Linked DNA regions of Mus musculus: region 2 is linked to region 1. Evidence: chromatin contacts called from public HiChIP or PLAC-seq data. All regions are on one chromosome and are shown on one strand. The core of a region is the stretch at or near the end of the contact, and the rest is flanking DNA. Distances in the headings are between cores, read along the strand shown.

Region 1 (5,081 bases), core at 1,282-3,781:
AGGAACTCCACTTCCTAACCTCCTTACATATCTCCTTACTTATCCCATTATCTCATCTAGTACTAAAAACTTATTTTCAATAGTTTGAGAGTGCTACCAGTCTGAAACCAGGGCTGAAATCCAAGAGTTATCTGGCCATAGTTCATACTAATAATACTGTAGCGAGTTTGAACTCAGCCCATATGTTTAAAGAATATAGTTGAAGCCTGCTTACTGAGATGGATGATAATGCAATAGGAAGATGCACACATTCTGCTTGTAGAGGGCCAATAAGGGCTAATGGCTTTGTTCCCTGTTACCCGAGATAATATGGGAAATAAGTTCTATTCCCAGCAGTTACGAGCTGTGGGTCTACGAGGTTCAGGCTGGTGAGCTGCTGAGGAAATACCTTTGCTTAATAGCACAGCTGGCTTAGAGAATGGAGAGCTGTTTCTGCATTCTCCAACCTATAGGTTTACATAGGTGTTTATCCCTTGTGGGAGGAGTCCCAGCATCACTGTGGGTGAACTTGGGAAATATTTATAAGCACGATGTCTGAACTGCAACCCTAACACCTTCCTGGGCAACTCTGACCTCTTAGCACTTCCGGTTCTTTACTTTCAATATGGAGAATAGTAAGATACTGAAAATTGAATTACTACAGGAATATCAGTTATCTTTATTATTAAAAGGGCAGAATCATTATTGAAGTTGAGGAGGCTTTGTGTAAACAAAGACATGTATTTGACTTGGGTCAAGAACCAAAGCCCCTGGAACAAGGTCTACTGGTATCACAGACTTTTTTCTGCAATCAGAGCTATCAACTAACAATGTTTAACCTAACAGAAAAACAAAAACAAAAACAGAACAAAAAAATATACAGTTATCTCTGTTCAATGTAAACTGGTATTGCTTCCTCCACTTGGAAGAAAGAACGTGTTGGCATGGACCTAGCTGTGCAGTACTCCTCTTTGTCTCACCTTCTGCTTTCATCACAGTGGCTTCTGTCCTCATGGACAGTGCTTCTTGGTCTCAAGACAGCTGCAGTTCCTGTAAGGAAGGGAAGTGGTAGAACCTTGAATTTTTTTTCAGGTTTTTTTTTCCTTTATTCAATTGGCTAGAAATGCATCGCGACTGTCTAACTGATAATAGTATTGGCCTTTTTCAGACTCCTCAGCATTAAAGAGGAAAATGAAAGAAAATTAGGGAGTGTGTTGGCCTAACAGACAGAGCTCTTACAGGAGACTTTTAAATCCTTAAGTTTTTGTTTTTCTTTGGTTTTGTTTTTTGTTTGATATTTCTTGTCTTGGACATATTCTACTTCTTTATAAGAAAGTAAACACCAAAGACTATAACTTTTAAAGGAGTCAAATAAAAGACTCCAGACTGCTTTCGTATTGAATAGGGTCTGGGAACTGACTAACGGTGTGTGATGTCTGCTTATAGCTTTTCTTGCACTTGCAAAACCAAGTGGCTGCCTGATAGTCAACATACATGAAACAAAGAACAAATATCCATGGATTTTTTTTTTGTATGTGTGTCATTATTTTTCTCATTGCAGTGACATGACATTTGATAAAAGCAATTGAAGATGGGAAGAGTTTAATTTGGCTCATGGTTGGAAGTCTGTCAGAGAGAGAACTGTGGTAGCAGAAAATGTGATGTCAGTCATGTGAGGGAGGTTACATGTGTAGTTAGGAAGAGAAAGAGACATAAATACCCAGCCCACATTCTCTTTTTTATCCTGATTAGGACCTCCATGGGTGATGGTATCACCCCTATTCTGAATGGATCATCCTTCTTGGTTAAATCTCTGTTGAAACACCCTAAACATGTCTAGAACTGTGTCTCTCAGGTGATTCTACATCCTCTTAGTTACCAATCAAGATCAACTACCACAATACCCTGTGTAGATCAGCTTTTGGATTGTTGGTCTCTATTTCTGGAAGTTTTCCCCCAGTGCCTATGTGTGAGTGCCTGCTTGTCTATATGTGCGTCAGGTGTGTGCAGATGTCTGCAGAGGCCAGAAGAAGGTACTGGTTCCCATGGAATAGGCATTATAAGCCATTATGTGGGTGCTGGAAACTTAACCCATGTCTTCTACAATAGCAGCAAATGCTCTTAACCACTGAATCGTTTCTTTAGTTCAATGCTCCCCCTTCTTTAAAATCACAGATAAGTAAGAAAAAATTTGATAATGATCTAACATTAAACTTTGAGGCAAAGTTTACAATCAAATTTTTATCTTTTATCCTTTGAGTCTAAAAGAAAGGCCAACAGCTGTTATTGACAAAGTGGCTGCTAAGTAAATAAAGAAGATAAAAATGACGTACTAGGAGATGTCACAATCTGCAACATGTTAGGGATTAGCTGCTCTTGTCCTCACCAAGGAGATCAGTTTGGAGGAAAGAGTAAAAATGTGGCTTGATTTAGAGCTGATGATATCGTGTGTCTAGTCACCCGAGATCAAAAGCAAGCTGGCCTGTAAAACATGGCTAATGAAATGAGAATGGAGACCCGGCTCCTCTTTGGGTGTGTCAAAGGGAAATGTTGCTGGGTAGCAGGCCAAGGGCAAGTGAGTCATAGTATGTTCTATGGGTGTAGCTATGGCCATGTGGCCTTATATTCTACCCCACTAGCCCTGTGAATTACCAGTGTATCAATTGTGTATGACCATTCTCTTTCATACCTGTGACTTGGTGGCTGAATTGCTCAGTTTATTCCCCATGCTGTGTGACTAGAGACCTTAATACTTTGTTTTAGCCTTTCTTTTTAGAAGAAGCTTCATTTATTTGTCTTGTGAATGTATATATGTACATGTGTGTCCATATGCATGTATAGTATATGCCCTCATGGTGCCAGAGTACAGGCAGCAATTGACTTTCAGACTCTCATTTTGTACAGTTAAACTTCAAACAGCCTACCTGTAATACTTATGCTTTTTTTTTTTTTTCTGGGGCTGGAAACCAATACTTGAATAGTGAGATGAATGCTCTTTGGATAACTCTGAGGAATGCTGAGGGCATTATGAATCCAAGAAAACCACAGAAGTGAATGTCACACTCTTTGCAATGCAGAATTGGTATGAAGGAAAGAAAAAAAAAATGTCTTTAGTATGAAACCTCCCTGAAAGAAAATCCTTGCAGCCTATGGTACTTGGCGGGCTGGTAGGAACTTTGTCACGGTAGGCCTTGTTATCCTGTGTCGGGACACATTCTTTCCCAAATACAATGGAAAGCATCGGCCTTGCCACACTCCCTTCTGCGCATTCCATGTGAACTAAATTTCCGTGGAATTCCTATTTATAACACGACGGAGGTGCTGAAGACCTGTCAGAGCCATGCTCAAAGCTTAACTGAAACGCTCACGTTTCCTTCCCTCCTGGCCTTTGGTTACTGAAAACATTTGCTAAAAATTGCTGTCCCACTCAAGAACTGTCAAAGGTAATTGTGTTGCACAGAAGTTACCAAGAAGCATGCAATAATATGGTTACCACCTGGCGACCAAGTTCATAGAACCTGTCTGAAGCGCCGCCAGGCCCTGCCACATGTGAGCACACCAGTTTCTGTCTGAAAGGCAGGACAGCATAAATTGGTGAGGAAGATGTGAATCAGGGGCCTCTTAGTGGGAATTTATGATACAAATTCCCATGTAAGGGCACCTCTCAGGTCACCAAATCCAGTGAGGTCTATGGTTCTGCAAATGGCAGCCTGAGGAAGATGGAGGAAGAAAGAAAGAAAGAGAGAGAGAGAGAGAGAGAGAGAGAGAGAGAGAGAGAGAGAGAGAAGGAAAGGAAGAAAGGAAGGAAGGAAGGAAGGAAGAAAGAAAGAAAGAAAGAAAGAAAGAAAGAAAGAAAGAAAGAAAGAAAGAAAGAAAGAAAGAAAGAAAGAAAGAAAGAAAGAAAATGGCTTGGGGGATGTGGACTTGCATGAAACAAGTAGAAGCCACTTCAAAAAAATCAAGGTCTAGACTTGGCTACTTTCACAGCTGGCAGTGACCTTGGCAGTGACCTTGGTGTCTTAGAAAATAAAGTTCATGGAGCTGGTGAGATGGCTCAATGGGTAAGAGCACTCGACTGCTCTTCCGAAGGTCTGGAGTTCAAATCCCAGCAACCACATGGTGGCTCACAACCATCTGTAACAAGATCTGATGCCCTCTTCTGGAGTGTCTGAAGACAGCTACAGTGTACTTACATATAATAAATAAATCCTTTAAAAAAAAAAAAAGAAAGAAAATAAAGTTCAGACTCCTGCATCAGAAAGGGCTTCCTCTGAGTCCTCCCTGACCCCATCCTTTGGCTTCTGTCTGCTCTGTGCCCTTCCACAGAGGCTGTTTGTTGTACACATCTCCACAGAATAAAAGCATACCCCTTCCCAGAATCAGCTCTAACCTGAACTTAAATATAGGGGCCTCTATTCATCTGGCCCAAACTTCACTAAGCCTCCAAATATAACATGGCTGCTTTGAGGAAGGTATAGGTCTACATGAAATTGTCTTTTCCTGAGGTCAGAAATTGTCTAATTTGGCTAGATGTGAATCCAGTGCTCTCTCATCCAAGATCAAGATGTGGCTTAGACATGAGGCACTGGATGGATCCTGGACTTATAGTTGTGGGATCCCAGGCTCAAATCTGAGCCATCCTGATGGAATTTTGAATGGAAGGTTATGTGAGAGCTTATGTAGAGTTCTTGCATTAAAAAAAAACAAAACAAAACAAAAACCCTTTTGCTAGTCACAGTTGAATATTTGTGAACCAGAAAATAATTCTCACTTCTCTAAATTGAAATTAAGGCTTGCTATGCAGTCTACACAAATGAAAATATGGTCTCTTGTAATTATTTTCAAAAAAGCAGGTATATAAAGACAAAGATATAATAAAACTTTCTTTTGTTATACCTTGTCATTTCATAGTATTTTGTTGCTTGTTTGTGCTTCTAGGGTCAAACTCAAGGTCTCCTATATGCCAGTCAAGTGCCCTACTTTAGAGATAACACCCTTGAGGGTGAGTGTAACCCTTCCTAGGCACTTACAAGTGATAATGGTACTTTCTCAACCAAGTCATCCCACATGGTCAGTGGATCTGGGACCAGGGGAGTACTGGC
Region 2 (5,081 bases), core at 706-3,205, 310 kb before region 1:
GGCAACCCAGTAGAAGGACAAGGATTCCCAAAGCAGGTGAAAGTGTCAGAAACAGCTCTCTGTTCCCTCTGTTAGGAGTTCCACACAAACTCTAAGCTACACAGCTAAAACATGTATGCAGAGGGACTAGGTTAGACCCATGCAGGCTCCCTGATTGTTGGTTCAGTCTCAGTGAGCACCTTTGAATCCTTACCCGGCTTCTGGGTATTATACTTGGGTCATCAGGCATTTGTGGCATGTATTCATGTTACTCATGGAGCTGTTTGATAGCCTTGATTGTTAATATTAAGTTTCAGTGTGACAGGATCTAGGATCACCTGAGAGATGGGCCTTGGACATTCTTGCCTATCTTGAGATGCTGATCAAGAGGGGATGACCCATCTTAGTTGTGGGCAGGACCGTACCCTGTGCAAAGGATCCTGAATAGCGTCAGATGGAGAAAGGGAGCTGGCCAGCAGCATGCACTGCTCTCTCTTCTTGATTATGGGCATGATATGAAGGCTGCTTTGAGCTTCCCAGAATGATGGGATCTACATTGAACTATGAGTTAAAAGTAGCCCTTCCTTCTTTAAGTTGCATTGGCAGAGTGTTTTATCAGGGCAACAGGAAAAACGACTACAGGAGGGGCCTGTTGTAAGTCTGAGCCAGTCATATAAATATAAGTCAATGCAAGTCAAGGACCTGGCGCCGATAAAAATGTCTATAAAGTGACTGACTGTTGGGCTTTCATGGGTTTGTAGTATGATTGTACCTTCTTCATATGAGGTAGGCAGGATTGAGGTTTTATTATATTTCTGTTGGGAAAGAGGTTTAGAGACATCTGGTGGCCTTCCAGGCTCTTATGCACTAGTTCTTAACCTAGAAATTGAATATCAGATATATCCTATATACCAGATAATTATATTATAATTCATAAAAGAATAAAGATGACAGTTATGAGGTAACAATGGACTAATTGAATTGTAGAGGGTCACTACAATGTGAGGAACTGAATGTATTAAAGGGTCACAGCATTAGGAAGGCTGAGAACCATTGATCTTGTGGAATAGCAGAATTTCAGAATTTTTTTCTAATTGCATAGTCTATCTAAAATCCAGTTCAAACTGGCATACACATACATGCAAAAGCAAAACATATGGTTTCATCTAACTAGAATGATCAAGAGTAGATCTTCAGGCTAAGTGGTATCCAGGAACTCAAATCATGATTGGAGCACGTTAGTCTGGGCACTTCCATCTGCATGCATGTGTTCATTCAATTAGTGAATGCTTAGTTCAATAAGCTAAGCCTAAGAAATCGGTAATAGGATAATTTTTTAACATAATTCAAAAGGTGATTTACCTATAAACAAGTTGTAAGCTAATATTTTAAAGTTTTGCAATACTGATGACTGAATATACTCTTACATGATACTCTATGAATGAGCTACATCCACAGTACCTATTTAAAAATAGATTTAGTAAAAGGACATGTCATATCCCCTATAGAACTTTACTAACAAAATGCTACATGTACAGCAATGGATCAATGAGTCATTGGCGAGTGTTCTTGAATTAAAGGCATGAGGAAAGAAAGGGGACATGACAAGGATAGAAGAAATAAAGTAGAAGGATAGTAGAAGATATTGCAATGTGAGGTTCATTACAAATTTAGCCAGTGTGAAGATCAGAAACTAGAATGGTTTTTCAGGCTCATTCTGGTTCCTTCCACAAAGATAGGATGTACTCTGTCATTGGTTAGTCATGGTATGTGGTATTTCCCCATGATATTTTGGTCTGTTTTAAGTTGCTAAAAGAAAACACCAATGCGGGGGGACTTTTCAAGGCTAGTACCTCCAAACACCTAATGCCTGCATCTTAAAATTTTCCACCTCTTTCTCACCACACCAGGGTTCTAACACATAAAGCTTTCTGGTACAAATCATATCCCAAACCACAGCATGGGCTGTCCTCTGACCTCGGATGAGACATCCCTCACAGCGGAGTCAAATGACTCAATAGTTAAGTTTCAGAGCTTCAGGTCTCCATATAACTGCCAACCTGACATTTCTCTCATTTCAAAGGCTGTGAAGAAATTGCAAACCAACAGTGAGAACATAGAGAACAAGATGGTGATGGTTACAGGAAGGTCACAGAGGAACAGATTAGAGGTACCAAAGATAGTATTACCCCCTTTACATTTTCACCAAGCTGGTCTTTCCATAAATAGCTCTCTGATGAGTAGTCCCCAGCTCTTTAATAGGTCAACTAATGGCTCCTACACAGTCAACCATCCCTGACTAATGCATTTCTCAAGTTCCACACACTTGAGTGGATGCTTTCTTTCCCCTTGTACTTTGAGAGTTGATTTTCATTCTTTTCTTTTTCTTTTATTACAGAGCTCAGTGTTTATGAAAGGCCTTTAGGAACTAACTCAAGACCAATGTAATTTAAAGACCTCAATGGCAAAAAAAAACTCTGGAAGAAAATGTTTCAGGCCTCCTTTGAAGCACAGATGGCAGCCTGCCTTGTCCTCTTGAGGTTTTCTGGGCAGGAAAATCCTGGAACACTGGAATGAGAATTCTTCCCTCTCTCTCCTTTCCTTGTCTACAGTTTCCATTGGTCATCTATTGAAATGGGGATTCATAGTTGATCTCTAAAACTACTATTTATCTTCAAGAATTTAGAGAAAGGAAAAGCAAAGAGAAAAAACACCAGACAGAAGAAATTGCACATTTGTACACTGGAAGGTCTGTAGAGTTTGGAGCCAAGAGTCTTTGGTTTCTGGTCCTAACTGTGCCACTGGACGTATCTGAGAGACTTTGATAAGGAATTGACATTTTCTTGGCCCCTTCTATCAATGGATGAAGTCTGGGCTTGTGTTTTTCCCACTGGCCCTCATTCCATACTTTTATTTTAAAATTGAATCAGTGCTTCCCAGAATTCTTTCATACATTTACCCCGAGGATACCAGTTGTATCCTGCCCCTTGGCGGAGTGCCGTGGCAAGTGACTAAACACATCTGTTTATATGGAGTTTATTTTTAGATTCATGCAAGCATTAATGGGACATTTGTAGAGAAAGGGCACATGGTAGCAGATGAACAGTGTGTATCATTGTAAGTGGCTGAATTTGGATCTTCTTTGATAGTATAGCAGGAAGCTGATGGAGAGAGAGAGAGAGAGAGAAAGAGAGAGAGAGAGAGAGAGAGAGAGAGAGAGAGAGAGAGAGAGAGAGAGAGAGAGAGAGAGAGAAAGAGAGGAGTGAAGGATAATTTCATGATTTCTGGTCAAAATAAATGGGTTAACAATGGAGCCATAATGGGTATAGGGAAGGAAGAACACTGAAAAACGAATACTTAGGACATGTGGTTACCAAGAGTTGTTTTGGACGTGGCTAAATCAGGACAGCAAACAGCAAATGGAGATGACAAGCAAACTGTGCACATACACAGCTGCACTTTAAGAGAGAAGTCCAGGGAACTTAAGAGATGGCTCACTGGTTAAGAACCATGGCGAAAGCATGGACCATCCAGAGACTGCCCCACCTGGGGATCCATCTCATAATCAGCCACCAAACGCAGACACTATTGCATATGGCAGTGAGATTTTGCTGAAAGGACCCTGATATAGCTGTCTCTTGTGAGGCTATGCCAGTGCCTGGCAAATACAGAAGTGGCTCCTTTTCCAGGGGACCCAAGTTTGATTCTGAGTATCCCCAGGTGTCTGTCTTAGAGTTTTACTGCTGTGAAGAGAAACCATGACCAAGACAACTCCTTTTTTTTTCCCAAAATTTCTTTTAAAGATTGATTGATTGATTGATTGATTGATTGATTTAATGTATATGAGTATACTGTAGCTGTACAGATGGTTGTGAGCCTTCATGTGGTTGCTGGGAATTGAATTCAGGACCTCTGCTCACTCTGGCCCCACTTGCTCCACCCCGCTTGCTCCAGCCCAAAGATTTACTTATTGTTATATGTAAGTACACTGTAGCTGTCTTCAGATATACCAGAAGAGGGCAACAGCTCCCATTACAGATGGTTGTGAGCCACCATGTGGTTGCTGGGAATTGAACCCAGGACCTCTGGAAGAGCAGTAAGTGCTCTTACCTGCTGAGCCACCTCTCCAGCCCCCCACCTAAATTTTTATTAGATATTTTCTTCATTTACATTTCAAATGCTATCCCAAAACTCCCCTATACCCTCCCCCACCCTGCTCCCCCACACACACACTCCCACTTCTTGGCCCTGGTGTTCCCCTGTACTGAGGCATATAAAGTTTGCAAGACCAAGGGTCCTCTCTTCCCAATGATGGCCGACTAGGCCATCTTCTGCTACATATGCAGCTAGAGACACGAACTCTGGGAGTACTGGTTAGTTCATATTGTTGTTCCACCTATAGCATTGCAGACCCCTTCAGCTCCTTGCGTACTTTCTCTAGCTTCTCCATTGGGGGCCCTGTGTTCCATCCAATAGTTGTCTGTGAGCATCCACTTCTGTATTTGCCAGGCACTGGCATAGCCTCACAAGAGACAACTATATCAGGGTCCTTTCAGCAAAATCTCACGGCCATATGCAATAGTGTCTGCGTTTGGTGGCTGATTATGAGATGGATCCCCAGGTGGGGCAGTCTCTGGATGGTCCATGCTTTCACAAAGACAACTCTTATAAGGACAACAGTTAATTGGGGCTGGCGTACAGGTTCAGTTCAGTCCATTATCATCAAGGCAGGGGCATAGCAACATCCAGGCTGGCATGGTGCAGGAGGTGCTGAGAGTTCTATATCTTCAGCTGAAGGCTCCTAGAGAAGACTGGCTTCCAGGCAACTAGGATGAGGGTCTTTAAGCCCACGCCCACAGTGACACACCTACTCCAACAAGGCCACACCTCCTAATAGTGCTACTCCCTGGGCCAAGAATATACAAACTGTCACACCAGGGCAGTTAACATTTATCTGTAACTATAGGCCTAGGAGATTAGACACCTTTTTGTGAACTCAAACATATTCAGTCGAAAAGCTCATACACATAGGAATAAATATGTAAATATACATATGTATATGTACACATATATATTTATTGTTATATGTAAGTACACTGTAA

Evidence for each region. HiChIP or PLAC-seq counts read pairs in DNA pulled down with a chosen protein or histone mark.
Region 2: a FOXA1 HiChIP or PLAC-seq map of pancreatic cancer cells shows a contact between it and region 1. The contact joins two enhancer-like sites. A contact is called at or near these places in 1 of 15 datasets of contacts at CTCF or cohesin (pro-B cells), 4 of 484 Hi-C or Micro-C datasets (the CH12 cell line, the P5424 cell line and embryonic stem cells) and 1 of 115 datasets of contacts at active chromatin or transcription factors (pancreatic cancer cells).

What each region holds. Positions count from the first base shown.
Region 1 is chr2:139,786,206-139,791,286 of GRCm38.p6, reverse strand. No RefSeq gene overlaps it. Among named protein-coding and RNA genes, the nearest start is that of Ism1, 110 kb to the right of the region's middle. Within about 2 kb of position 2,531, at least 17 of the 459 cell types and tissues checked have an H3K27ac peak or open chromatin away from gene starts, as enhancers often do. A contact at or near this core is called in pancreatic cancer cells, where this site is marked.
Region 2 is chr2:140,098,080-140,103,160 of GRCm38.p6, reverse strand. No RefSeq gene overlaps it. Among named protein-coding and RNA genes, the nearest start is that of Tasp1, 34 kb to the right of the region's middle. Within about 2 kb of position 1,955, at least 56 of the 459 cell types and tissues checked have an H3K27ac peak or open chromatin away from gene starts, as enhancers often do. A contact at or near this core is called in pancreatic cancer cells, where this site is marked.